Linked DNA regions of Mus musculus: all the other regions are linked to region 4. A link is a contact called in public Hi-C and HiCAR-type data. All regions are on one chromosome and are shown on one strand. The core of a region is the stretch at or near the end of the contact, and the rest is flanking DNA. Distances in the headings are between cores, read along the strand shown.

Region 1 (3,290 bases), core at 77-2,576, 1.3 Mb before region 4:
ACAAGGTTACTACTTAAAGTGGTACTGGTAAATCAATTTATATTAGGATGCTCAAAATTCTTTTTGTTTAAAAAATGTTGTAATCCTTCTTGGGACATTTATGAGGTCTGGAATGGTGACTGCCCACTGGGGCTCTGGTTGTATTCATTGCAGGTAGCCTAAAATGACCTCCTACCCCTGAAAGGAAAGCCTGGTGCCAAAGTCCAGAGGAGAGGCTCTGCCAACCGGACACCAGGGTTCACACGGTTTCAGAAGCCCTGAGAGTTATATTTGGAAAATCACTTAAAGCCTATAGCCAAGACAATAGTGGATTAAAATCGTTGTAACATGTCTTTCATGATTAAAAAGTCTGGCGCCAAAACAGTTCTAGAGAAACTAACATCAAAAAGGACAGATATGGAGTATCCAGTTGGCACCACAGGGGATGATGTAAGGGATGGGGGTGAGAGAGGACCGTGTTGACACCATTTGTTGTAAAACCAACAGGCTCTGCTGTAATTGTTATTACAGAAAGACCTGCGTAGCTGTACATACCCAACAGCCGCCTGCAACACGGGAACACGTACGAGATGGACCAGAGCATTTATGGTAGTGGCTGTTCAAGAAGTCTTGAATCTCAGCAAGTGGTGGTAGAGGCTAGAAGCATGTGAGTTCTAAACCAGTGTAGGCTAAACTGTCTCAAACAACCAAAAGAGAAAAAAATAGCATTGATTAGAGGAAAGCAAGGCATTTTTAATGTACTCAATTCTCTTTCTCAATAATTATCTTTTACATAAATTCCCAATAACTCCACCAGGACAGAAAGCTGGTTTTGGAGAACTGAATCCTAAAGTATCTGCACACCTACCTTTTCAATCCAGGATTGTCCCAACCGCTCTAATCTCTTCAGACCCCCGCCCCAATCGCGCTAAGCCCCGCCCCAGACTCCAGAGCCTCGCTTCGGACCGGGGAGTTTGTTCTAACGAGTAGCCCCGCCCAGATGCGCTAACTCCCGCCCAAGAGGCGGGAGCCCCGCCCAGCCCGGGGAGTCCTGCTTCAGACTGGGGCGTCCGTTCCGATGGGTAGCCCCGCCCGCCTGTGGGGGCGCGCGGCGCGGTAACCCGGAAGTGGCAGTAGCGTGCGGGGGCGGGGCGGCGCGCTGGAGCGGGCCATGGCCGCCGCCGCCGCGGGCTTTGTGTGCCGCGCGCGAGCCCCGGCCGTCCGCACCTCGCCGGGGCTGCGGGGCTGCCGCTGACCCGCCCCGCTCGCCGCGCCGCGCCCGCCTGGCCCCGCCCCTGGCCTCTCCGCCTTCTCGGCCGGCCTCCAGTTCTCGGCGCTCTCCCTCTGCGCTCCCTGCGCTTCCCTCCCGCCCGCGGCGGGCGCCAGGCCGCCCCGATGCCCGAGCCCGGCCCCAGGATGAACGGCTTCTCGCTCGGCGAGCTGTGCTGGCTCTTCTGCTGCCCTCCTTGTCCGAGCCGCATCGCCGCCAAGCTGGCCTTCCTGCCGCCCGAACCCACCTACACGGTGCTGGCGCCCGAGCAGCGCGCGCCCGCTCCCGCGGCGACCCCCGCGCCCGCCCCGGCGGCGCAGCCCGCTCCGGCCGAGGAGGGTGCGGGCCCCGGCGCGTGCAGCCTGCACCTGAGCGAGCGCGCCGACTGGCAGTACTCGCAGCGCGAACTGGACGCCGTCGAGGTCTTCTTCTCGCGCACGGCCCGCGACAACCGGCTGGGCTGCATGTTCGTGCGCTGCGCGCCCTCCAGCCGCTACACGCTGCTCTTCTCGCACGGCAACGCCGTGGACTTGGGCCAGATGTGTAGCTTCTACATCGGCCTGGGCTCGCGCATCAACTGCAACATCTTCTCTTACGACTACTCGGGCTATGGTGTGAGCTCCGGCAAGCCCTCCGAAAAGAATCTCTACGCTGACATCGACGCCGCGTGGCAGGCACTGCGCACCCGGTGAGCCCCGAGCCACGGTTGGGGTGCGGGCTTGTGCTCCCGGATTGTTGCATTCGCTCGAGATTGCAACAGCCCTCGGGGATGGAGAGCTCAGACTTAAAGGGTCCTGCCTGCTTTTCACTGGCCCGCGCGGCCTGGAGTCTTTGTGGCTCCGGTTAAACGCACGTGGCCGCTGTGGGGGATGCCAATGTACCGGCCAAACCAACTTGGTTGGGCTTGAGTTGTGTCTTGAGCTACGCGCAGACCCCGAAGGTCTGGTAGAAGTGACCTTGGGGTTTTCAGAGCCCTTGACAGCTGGGGAGAGACGATGACCTCTAAAAGACTTTCCAAGTAGAAAGTGTCCCTGGGGCGATGCCTGTGCAGCCCTTAAGGCTGGGTCGGGTCGGGTGTGGGGAGGACTTTGCCTCCTGGTCCCGCAGAGTATGTGGCACTGGGAGATCAGGAAGTTAGCTGAAGAACCTTCCCTAAACACCACCAGTAGCGCAGAGTGTTATAGGCGTGAGGAAATCTCTTGACCTTGAGTTAGCGTTCATAAAACTGGAAAGTATTTATTCAGGGTCTTTTATATGCTAAGCACAAATTGTTATATTCTGAGGACAGACCAGGTTGGGGGGGGGGGGAACTAACTTAAGTTTTACTCTGAACTTAGACATTTGGTTTGCGGGAAAGTCAAGTGACCTGACCAGTTTTGGTGCTTGTGACCTTCCCATGCAATCCCCATAGCACAGGTGGCAACCGTACCTGAGGTCCTGTGTGTAATGAGCTTGGATTTCGTTAGAGGAATAAGTCCCCAGAATGACAGTAGGCACTGTTCTTTTTAGAGACCTTTGTATCGTTTTTATGAAACGTCTATTTGCTAAGCTAAGTACATGGCCAGTAATAATGACTTTATTTCCATATGTGTTGCACATATGTTCATAAGTTATCCCTTATGCTTCTTGAGAAATGGCTTGTATAACAGAGAAGTACTTAGTATTCACTCTAAGATGCTTGCTCACATTCTTCTGAGGTCTTGGAGGGCTCCTCAATTGGGGTATAGTTTTTGGAGAATGATGTAGGCAGATGAGGCTGGATTCTATCCTGATGGAGTGGCTGAGGATCCACAAGTAGTCACATGCCACCTGCTCCCAAGAACAGGTTTCAGAAGTATTTGTCAGAAGCGGGGAGTGGAGTGCTGGTGTGGGATATGCTTCAGCACTCTGGAGGGAGGCAGAGGCTGGAGGATTGCTCAAAGTTTCAGGCTAGCCTGAGCTACATGGTGAGTTCTATGTTGGCCAGGGCCATAGTAAGACCTTGCCTGGAGAAAAATATGTGGAGTAGGTGGATGGCTGAGTGGGTGCAGGCTGCTTTGTG
Region 2 (3,435 bases), core at 645-3,144, 1.0 Mb after region 4:
TGTGTGTGTGTGTGTGTGTGTGTGTGTGTGTATGTGTGTGTGGCTGGAACGAGTCCACACCAGGGCTCAGCACTGATCAGTAACACACAGTAATATGTCATCAAATCCTCACCACCAGCAGCAGCCCTTCCTAAATTGCTCTTCCTGCAAATGCCTGTCCATCACATCCACTTCCTTCCCCTACCACGCTCACCCCCTTCCCTATGCCCTGCTCTGTTGTCTTCATAGCATGCTACTCTATATATCTGATGGTGTCTGTTTTAATGCATGACTCCTCAGCAAGGACATGGCCTGTTCAGCGAGGGCTCCAAGCACAGAGGTGTTCAATGAATGGTATTACTTTAGGAGCCTAGGTCCCTGTGCTCTGTTGACAGGCACAAAACATCTGACTGCTCGGAGCTGCTGCTTCAGGAGATGCACCAAAGGCCAAGCACAGGGGCAGCCTGTGTCTAAGGGAGCGTCGCAGTGCTCACTCATGCCGTCTGGATGAGGTGACCTCAGCAGTGAGAGAAAACCATTGACTGTGTGCATACTCCGCTAGCAGTCTGGAGGTCTGGCACGGGCTGCAGGGTATAGATTGATGCAATTTCCTTAGCACCAACTGCTATGAAAAGCACAGCCAGTTACTTCCTCCTCCAGCAGCCCACAATCAACTTCAGCAGGGCCACCGCTGGCGCCTTTCCACTGACCACCCAGGCCTTCGGCTGCCCATGGGGGCTCGTCAGTCAGTGATCCCTTTAGAGAAGTGAAAGCCAAGACTGGGACCCAGAGCCCTTACAGAATTCGTCGGTTCCTTAGCATTAAACTGATCACTGAACCTTTGCTCCTGGCCAGCATCGAACCTCTATCCCTTTCACAGCGCCCTTGCACAAAGTTCCCACAAGATCCTTGAGGTGCAAAGACAGACCAGAACACTAAAGCCAGGTCACCCTGTTAGTAGCAAAGGCTCAGAAAACCATGGTTATTTCTGTTAGCCGCTCACAACAGTTTCTAAAATTATAAAATGGTAAGTATGTGAAAGTCCATACAAGGAAAGCGTTCCTTTCAAATAAGGCGGTTCGTGCCTTCCGTGTTGCTCTGCACCCCTCTAGTGTCTGAGAGCCTCGGAGGCAGGGGCATTTCGGTATTGACCTTGGTAATATCAGCTACCCACCCAGTACTGGCAAAGAGCAGGCGCCCAGCTCTCAGACCTTGAACTGCCCTAGCCCAGTTTGAGGACCTAGGGCCGGGTGACCCTGGTGCCTCCCTCATGCTGCGGGCGTGGCGTTTCTGGAAGCTACCCAGTCCCAAAGCCGCGGTCCCAAACCCGCGGAAAAGTTGCGGGCTCTTGTCTACCCCGCGCGCGCTCACTCACTCGTGCTGGGCCGCCAGGTGGTTGAAGATGTAGGTGACCGGGATGGCTGAGAGGGACAGCACAAAAACCCCCGTGGCCGCAGAGGCACTCATTGCCACCTCCGGGTCGCTCTTCTTTCACCGCATCGCGCCGGGGGTCCCCTGGCTCAGCTTCCGGCGGCGCCGCGCCCCTCGCCGCTGCCCTTCCAGGCGGCCCCCGGCCGCGTCTCCTCTGCGCGTCCCCGTCGCCCGTAGCTGCCCGGCGCGCACAGAGAGAGGCACCACCCGGGTGCTCTAGGGCCGCTGTACGATCCCCAGAGGCGTCCCCACCAGGCTCCTGCTAACGAACGCAAGGGCTCAGCAGCCACCGCGAGGAGACAAGCGCCCCAGGACGCTTGCTTTAATGGGAAAAGGAAGGGCCCGGCGAAGGACGCGGGTCACAGATGGGAGCTGGGCATCCTCGAGCTGGAACGGAGCTGGGCTGAGCCAAGGGCCAGCAGAGGGTGGAGCCAGATCTGAGGGTGTCAGAGCCCGCAGGCCCGCGAGATCGGCTCAGAGACCTGTGGGGACAGATGCTCCTGGAACAACACTGTGCCGCCCTCCCACCCCACCCCCCGCGCGCACCCCTTCCCTACACACAGCTGCCATCAACGTCCGCAACCAATGTTCCAGTGCCAAGTGGAAATATTTGTTTTCCACCTTGGTTGCTCACTCACCGCCCCTTGACCTTGATCAAGTTACTGAAACATTCTGTATCATTTCTCTGTGAAATGGGAATAACCTGCTCCCTCGTATGATTGTGGAAATCGACCGAGTTAACAAGCGTGGAGTGCTTGCCCTGCACTGCTCAGCACACTGGTCTGTCTCCTGCTCCCTTTCTTTTTTTGTAGCAGAACTGACCCTCAGAGGAATGCCCTGATGTAAGACACTGAGGCAGCGTTCATTCCTTGCCTGGAGTGTTTTTGGAGGCCAGGTTACCACCGGCTAGCCTGGCAGGTCCTGAAGATTAGGGCTCTTCGTGGAATATTCCCAGACGTCTGGGTGTAGAGCATGAGAGTGCCGCCCAAAGAGCTGCTTGAGCAGGGTGTGCTCAGGAAGCCCCCTGGGCCTGAGTCCTGTTGGTATGGCCCCAGGGAAGGGAAAAGAAGTGGGCTCCGGAGCAACAGTGGGGGCAGCAGAGTGCGCGCCTTCCTGTCTTTAGGTCAGAGGCTTACAGGTCATTTGGCTCATTTTCAATGTGAGGAAAATGAACCTGCACCAGGACAGTCGGTTGTTCCAAAGCCAGCTCTCCTACTATCTGCCCTCCCTTTTCTTGAAAACTCAGCCAACAATGGGCACAAAAGGGTAAAGACTGTCCAAACGGCAGCATCTCGCAAAGCTTCTCCCAGAAGTCTCAGTGGGAACCTGGACATCGCTCACGATCTTCCATGATCGCTCCTTGCCTTTACCACCTCCTTCATTCCCCAAAGCGCCTTCTCTCCTCCAGGCCATCTCCTAGGCCAGTTTCCCAGCCAGTCCAACCTCCTCCACATCCCACACCGAGCTGCTTTAGCCGTCTGCGTGTATCCTGAGTCTCTCGGGCTGCTCTGAATCTTTCTTGTCTACCTAGACACTTGCTGCATATCATTTCTATTCCTTCTCATCCATGCTTGGGCTTTTTTAAAATTCAGAATCATATTTATGGAAATAACTTAATAGAGGCTGGGGGTGTAGTTGATCGTGCTTGCTTTGTGTGCACAAATCTTAAGGCTCTGTCCTCGTGCACTTCATGAACTGACTTTGATGGGGGCTCATCTGAAATCCCAGCACTAAGAGATGGAGGCAGAGGGAGTCCCTGGTTCAAGGTCATCCTTAGCTACCCAGCAAGTCTGAGGCCGACCTGGGATATATGAGATTCTGTCTCAACTAACAAAAAGGTACCGGGAAATGCCACAGAGTATGCCACATCCTGAGCTCCGCGTCACCCGCTCCGGATGGAAACTGAGGTGTTGAGGGACAGAGAGGTGATCAGGCTCCTCTCAGAAAACCTCAAGTGCAGGAAGCTACTTCTAAGGTCCGACCTGGTGAGGGAAGCATCTTAAAAGCCTGTGGTATGCACAACTG
Region 3 (3,007 bases), core at 322-2,821, 1.8 Mb before region 4:
GGCCCTGGGTAGGGACCTTCTGTTCTGCTCTGGTTTCGAACAGCAGGCTTAGCTTTATTTTATTTGGCCCTGGGTTTCACTACTTAGCTCTGGTCACCCTGGAACTTGCTATATCCACCAGGCTGACCTAGTACTCACAGAGGTATATTTTTCTTTGCCTCTCCATGCTGAAAGTATAAAGGCCTGGGCCACGGTGGCTGGCCAGGCTTAGCTTTGGTGATTTATTTTAGAATATCCTGCCCCAGAAACTTGTCTGTCACCTCACAAGAGCATTGTGTGTTTCTCCCAAGCCCTCTTCAGGAACACTTCCTTTCGTTTTCCATGAAGTCATAAGAATTTTTCAAATGCCACCTTTTCTTCAAAGAATTCTACCTGACCTCCACCATGTCCTCTATTCTGTCTCCTCCTTATTCTACAGGATTACAGAAAGCAGCCCAAACCACACATGGTTAGCCGTATCTCAACCTTGTGACCATGAGCCCCTATTACTGTAAAAATAGGGCAGAAATTTCAGGGAAATAGGTAAAGAGAGCACAGTGACAAAGATAAACATTGTAAAACACCAAAAGGCACAACCCCAAGACTAACAAAATAACATAATTTCAAATAAAGACAGGACTCTAGGCAATCCTGTTTGGGCTGGGGAAATCTCAGGAGAGCTGTCCCCCACTTCTCCCGCACAACCTGTGCAGGGCTGCTGGACTAGAATCTACCGCTTCCGCGAGAAGGTCCAGGGGGCTTCCCGAGTCCAGGCGTGTAGGTGTGTATTACACAAGCGAGCACACACGCCTCAGGTCTCGCTCTCTGTAAATCGTGGTTCAGGACAGGGCAGAGTTCAGACCTGGCACTTTGGGCTGGCCCTCCTGGTCTTCTAGGGGCCTGGGCAACAGAATCTCAATCTATGTCGTCTCTCAAACTACGCAGGTGGAACACCAGCTCTAGACAAGGGTAGTCTATCCCTGGGAGGATGCAGAGCCCGGAGCTACGTCATCAGACACCCCATCCCCTCGCCGTCCCCCAAGTCTGCACCAGAGCCCTCTTGCTCCTGAGGCAACATCAAAAAGCTAACCTAGCCCGCTGACCTGGCCGAGGCAGGGGCGTGGCCGAGAGAAAAGCAGCGCCTCTGTGCCACGCCCCTCAAATGCCTTGACCAATAATAGCACTCTCCGAGATCCGGCCCCGCCCCCACGCCGCCTCCGGCCCGCGGCCCCGCCCGGGCCGGTCATAATTAGGCAGCGGGCTGGGACTGCCGCGTCAGCGCGCGTTGAGAGCCAATCGCGGGCGCTCCCTTGAGGCCGCGTCACAGGCCGAGCAGCCAAACAGAAAAGTTTAATAAACAGCGGACGGAGGGCCGGCGGCGGCGGGCCGGGAGCGAGTGGGGGTTTGGCGGCCTCACCTGTCCTCACTCTCAGCGGCGGCGAGAGGCGGCGGCGGCAGCGCGTCCGGCGGAGAGGGCCGCCGCCAGGTGAGGAGTGCGGGCAGCGGTGGGCGCAGCCTCCGGGCGGCCTGGGAGCCGGAAGCGGCGGGCGGCGCAGCAGGTGGCCTCGCAGTGGCGAGCGGAGGGCGCGGTCCCGGTGGGGCGCGGTCCCGGGCTCCCCGGGCGCGCGCTGAGCTCGGGGTCGGGGTGGGCGCGCCTGGGGCCAGTCCGGAGCAGCTGCCGCACGCCGGGCAGCGTCCTCACGTCCCTTTGGTAGGCTGAGGCTAGAGAAGGCTCAGAGGGAGTCTCCGGGATTCCAAGCTCTCTGCTCCTCTGAGAGCGTTTTCAAGTTTCTCACTGTTGGATGCGTAAACAAGCTACACGGAGTGTGGCGTCTGAAGTCAATCTAACTCTATCAGAACTCAGTGATTTGCCATCATCATCCAGAATTGTCAGGCGTTTGTGGGAACTGGGGCCTTGGGGTCACCTCCAAGCCGTGCATGCTAACTAGCTTGGTAGTCAGCACCTAGTGGTTCCGAAAACCGAAATTAAACGTCACTTTCAAACTATATTCGAAATTTATCCTTTTCCTAATTAAAATGCCACGTAGGCTTTTGAGATTATTTATGAAGTATTTTATGGCAATTGCTGTTTTATGTATTATTTCCAGGCCTGCGGGGACAATTTTTTGGTAAACCATGAACATTTAAATGGAGAAAAGACATTGTCTTAATTTTTCCTTTTTCCTTTTTTTTTTTTTTTTTTTAACATTTAAAAAACACGTAAGCCGGGCGTGGTGGCGCACGCCTTTAATCCCAGCACTTGGGAGGCAGAGGCAGGCGGATTCCAGCCTGTTCTACACAGTGAGTTCCAGGACAGCCAGGGCTACACAGAGAAACCCTGTCTCGGGGTGGGGGTGGGGTGGGGCGGGGAGACAAACATGTAAGAGGGGTAATAGGCACAGATAGGAAAATTTCAGGCTTGATTGCTGTTTTGACTGCAGCCATACTTTCCTGTGTTAATGTCAAAACTCACAATATGAGTTATATCACAAAGTTTTTAAAGTAATGGTCAGTCCTGGGAGAATACACAACACAATGTACTATAAAGAGAGAAAACATAAACTTTCAGACTCCTCACTCCAGAGCCAGAACTAGAACATTACTCAAACTTGTATGTGTTCACGAGTTTCTTATCTGGCCTAACCCAGTTTACTGTTTCTTACTGAGGTAAATAAACATTCTAGACTCGGTGGATTTGCTCATTCTCTAGCCTTTTAAAAATTAGTTTTGTCACACACTAATCTCTTCAAACAGTGTCACTTTAGGTTCCTTGCCCTTTGAACTTTGGACAGATAGTGTATGGTTGTGGTTCATCCATTTCATTGTTTCTTAATGCTGTGTTCCTCCCTTCACCCCAGTGTTTCGATGGTGTTTCTTGTTTTGCTTCTAACAAGTGTACTCTGGGAACTTTTCTTCTTGCAGCTGTTGTTGCCCAAGTTGCCTGTCGAAAAGTAAATACTGTAGATCGTGGTAGAAAGTTGTAGGCAATCAGTAATAAAATAGAGATGAAAACGTTACGATTCTGCTT
Region 4 (3,081 bases), core at 401-2,900:
GGTCTGTCCCGGCAGGTTGGGCGGTCCGGGCACAGCTCCGTTGAGAGCCGTGTTCTTGTTACGAGAGGCTCGGATCATGGAGAAGTGCTCTGCGGCAGAGATGATCTCCCTCCGAGCCATAGCCACATCCTCCTTCCTGCCCGTCACAACAAAGACAGGCTCCTCCCCGCGAACTGGGGTCTTGATGTAAGTGTTGGTCTTCGCCCTCAAAGCTTTGATTTTACAACCTGGAAGCCAGGGTTCAAGGGAGGGAGTAGGAGAAATAGAGAAAGAGACACGCCCATTATCCCAGGATAACCGCGGAGACCCGGGACAGCCCGCGCCCAAGGCAGCTGGGCAGCAGAACACGCGACCAGAGAAAGGGGGCGTCTCCCTCGCTGACCCCGAACCGCGCTAGGAGCTGGACCGCCGGTTCTGTCCTCGAAACGCTCGAGGAATAAATAGCCCATTGGCTGCCTGGCCCTCCCCCGGTAACTGCAGTCGTCCCAAGCAAAGCGCAGAACCCCAGAAAAGTCATCTAGGGGGATGCTGCTGGTATCCAACTGAGCACACTGATTGCCTTGAAGACCAGGGGCTCCCGGGAAGCCGCGATCCCTAGACTCTGGAGGACTAGGGGTGGGGTTAAGAGAATGGCAGTCCTGGGACCCATTGTTCCTTCCCTGGACTCTATTCCATTCCGCTTTGCAGAAATCCCGAATCCTCATCCCTTCGGACGACCCCCCCCCATACTGCCCCCTCCCAAAGGACCACCAGAGGTCCCCTCCCCCAGTATATTATATTTTAAACATCTTTCCTAGAGTGGACTAAGTCTGGAGCACTAGAGGAAAAGGCAGTGATTTTAGCAGGAGAAAGTGCATCCCGCCGCGGCACTGGCGCCGCTGTGGAAGACAGCCTGCCTGCACTTTCTTTGTCTAGTGCGCCGGCCCATCGCGCGGCTCTTCCTCCCTCCCCAAGGCTCCCCCGCGCCACAGCTCCCGTTCCTGCACCCGCCCTCACAGTGAGGCGGTGGCGGAGATCCTACACACCCCTCCGGTCCCCATCCCTGCCGGACCCACCTTGCCTCCCTACGATCTCCGCGACGTGTTCGGAACTGGGTACCGGCACGCACTCGGTCATGTTCACGCTCTTCTTGCGCGGTTCGCTGTCGTACAAAGAGGCGCCCTCATCACTGTCCAGTCCCAACAGGGAGAGCTGATCGAGCGCAAGCTGCAGGGCTCTTTGGTCATCCAGAGTCTCTCCCCCGCCGCTGCCACCGCCGCCTCCCCCGCCGCCGCCTCCCCCGCCGCCGCCGCTGCCGTTGCGCTCCAGGTCTGCAAACAGCGAGCTGGGCATCGCTCCGCCGTGCGCGCCGCGCCCCAGCCGGCTCTCTGCTCGGCAGCTAGAAGGTGCAGCCACAAAGGCAGCCGGGAAGCCGGCAGTCAGGGGCGGGGAGGCCGGTCGGCTGCGGAGGGCTCCGTGGCTCGTTTTTCGGCGCTCGGAGGAGTGGGTCTCTGCGTGCAATCCGCACCGGGCAGTGGCTGCAAGAGCCCCCGCCTGGGTCCCCACCCCAGATCTGCTGGCGGTTGGGGTGGGGGCAGAGCTCGAGCGGCGGCCGCGCGTGCCCCCCGAGTGCCCGGCTGGCTGGCCACAATGCCGAGCGCAAAGCGAACAGGCGAGCGACAGCAGCGTTTCTTTAAGGAGCCCCTCCCCGGCTCCTCCACTCCCTCCCTCCCTCCCTCCCGCCCGCCCTCACTCAGCGCTTTTTCCTCCTCTCCTACCCGCCTCTTGACTGAGCCTCTGCAGCCAGACGGCTCCGGAGGGGGACGAGGGAGGCGCAACGTCACCGGCGGGAGCTGACACTACAATGCTACTGACACTATCGCTGGGGGAGGCGATTGGCGCGCGCCAGGCCGGGGGCGGGCGGAGGCCGGGGCTGAGAGAGCGGAGCCAGCGCCACCCCCATCGAGCTCGCCGCAGCCCGCCCCGGCCTCCTCCCGGCCGCGCCCCTCCCCCGCCGCCGCCGCGAACGCCTCTCTTTGTTGTCTAATGCGGGACCGGCTGGCTCGGGACATTTATATGTACCTATCAGCCGAGGACAACCACTGTCCTCAAGTCTCTTTCCTCTCCAGGTTGAGAAGAAAAGGCGCCCAACTGTGATGCCAGCCGCCAAGCTCCAAAGAGCGGTCCTTCTAAAGTCCCGTTACTGCCCCCAAATAAAGCATCCCTGGAGCCGACGCGACCACTAGGTGGACGGTATACTGTACAAGGTATCTGTACCACAGGGCGGCCCAACCCTGGGACGCGGAACCAAAGGCTCGAGATCCTGGGCCCCATTGGTATTGTGACTGCTGGGCGCGAGCTGCCCACCTGCGCGGGAGCGCACGCCACACAAAAGACACGCCCGCCCACACTGCCACTCGCGCGCGCGCTCACATTTCCGTCCCCTTGGGTAGCACTTTGCCCAAGTGGCCCTGAAAGAACGAATGCCAAAACCAGAAACCGGTTGCAGAAAGGGCCCGACCCGCACCGCTGCAGGTGACCTCTAGGGTCCCGCACATGCCTGGCGCGCGGACTGAGACCCCGCGGGCTCCCACACGCGCACGAGCGCCGCGCGCCCACTGCCGGGACGCCAGCCCTACACTGCCCGGGAACAGTGAGGGCGTGCGCGCCCGCCGCTCCCAGGCCCGCCCCTCCCTGCGGTCAGGCATGCGCAGTGCCTGAGAGGAGCCCAGAGCGCGCCGGCCCCGCCCTCCGCCCAGCCCGGCCCCGCCGGGAGGTGTGTGGTCGGGCCTGGCGCTCTTTGTGCGCTTCTCGGGTTGGGGGAGGCGGCGGAGGAAGGGTGCGACAGGACTAGCGGGCGGCCAAGGCGAACTGCGCCCCCTCCTGGCTTCTCCACCGATAGCCTCCGAGCGCAAGCGAAAAGAAAGGAGGTTTTGAGGGGCGGGCCGGGGCGGGGTTCGGGCCTCGGCGCATCTCCCTCCTGCGAGAGGAGGACGCCCCTTCCCTGCTCAAAGCGCATCCGCTTCTCCGTCCTTTGTTCCCGGAGCCCGCCTGTTTATCCGCGCCCCTGCGCCCTGCAGGCTAGTAGTCCAGGCTTTCCCT

What was found. Hi-C and Micro-C count contacts between places; a contact is called where the count stands out from the background. HiCAR-type assays count read pairs that join an accessible place to other places.
Region 1: a contact with region 4 is called in a Hi-C map of Th1 cells, with 15 times the contacts expected there. The contact joins the promoter of Abhd17c here to the promoter of Mex3b in region 4. A contact is called at or near these places in 2 of 39 promoter capture datasets (liver and pre-B cells), 3 of 484 Hi-C or Micro-C datasets (Th1 cells and embryonic stem cells), 3 of 115 datasets of contacts at active chromatin or transcription factors (astrocytes, pancreatic cancer cells and stem cell-derived neural progenitor cells) and 2 of 9 other capture datasets (adipose tissue and liver).
Region 2: a Hi-C map of B cells shows a contact between it and region 4, with 5 read pairs. The contact joins the promoter of Tm6sf1 here to the promoter of Mex3b in region 4.
Region 3: a HiCAR-type map of astrocytes shows a contact between it and region 4, with 3 times the contacts expected there. The contact joins the promoter of 2610206C17Rik here to the promoter of Mex3b in region 4. A contact is called at or near these places in 1 of 39 promoter capture datasets (pre-B cells), 1 of 115 datasets of contacts at active chromatin or transcription factors (astrocytes) and 1 of 9 other capture datasets (adipose tissue).

The regions. Positions count from the first base shown.
Region 1 is chr7:84,149,929-84,153,218 of GRCm38.p6, reverse strand. Abhd17c (abhydrolase domain containing 17C) reads left to right here and starts at 1,326. Exons shown (of 3, transcript NM_133722.2): 1 at 1,326-1,937. The coding sequence starts at 1,375. LOC117997403 (a long non-coding RNA gene) reads right to left here and starts at 1,079. Exons shown (of 3, transcript NR_169136.1): 1 at 848-1,079; 2 at 535-673.
Region 2 is chr7:81,857,460-81,860,894 of GRCm38.p6, reverse strand. It overlaps Tm6sf1 (transmembrane 6 superfamily member 1), which reads right to left and starts at 1,894. Exons shown (of 10, transcript NM_145375.4): 1 at 1,355-1,894. The coding sequence starts at 1,446.
Region 3 is chr7:84,688,204-84,691,210 of GRCm38.p6, reverse strand. 2610206C17Rik (RIKEN cDNA 2610206C17 gene) reads right to left here and starts at 1,571. Exons shown (of 5, transcript NR_038175.1): 1 at 1,397-1,571. It overlaps Zfand6 (zinc finger, AN1-type domain 6), which reads left to right and starts at 1,254. Exons shown (of 7, transcript NM_001360578.1): 1 at 1,254-1,465.
Region 4 is chr7:82,865,902-82,868,982 of GRCm38.p6, reverse strand. Mex3b (mex3 RNA binding family member B) reads right to left here and starts at 1,650. Exons shown (of 2, transcript NM_175366.3): 1 at 1,056-1,650; 2 at 1-227. The coding sequence starts at 1,332. Gm36584 (a long non-coding RNA gene) reads left to right here and starts at 1,687. Exons shown (of 5, transcript XR_003946820.1): 1 at 1,687-3,081.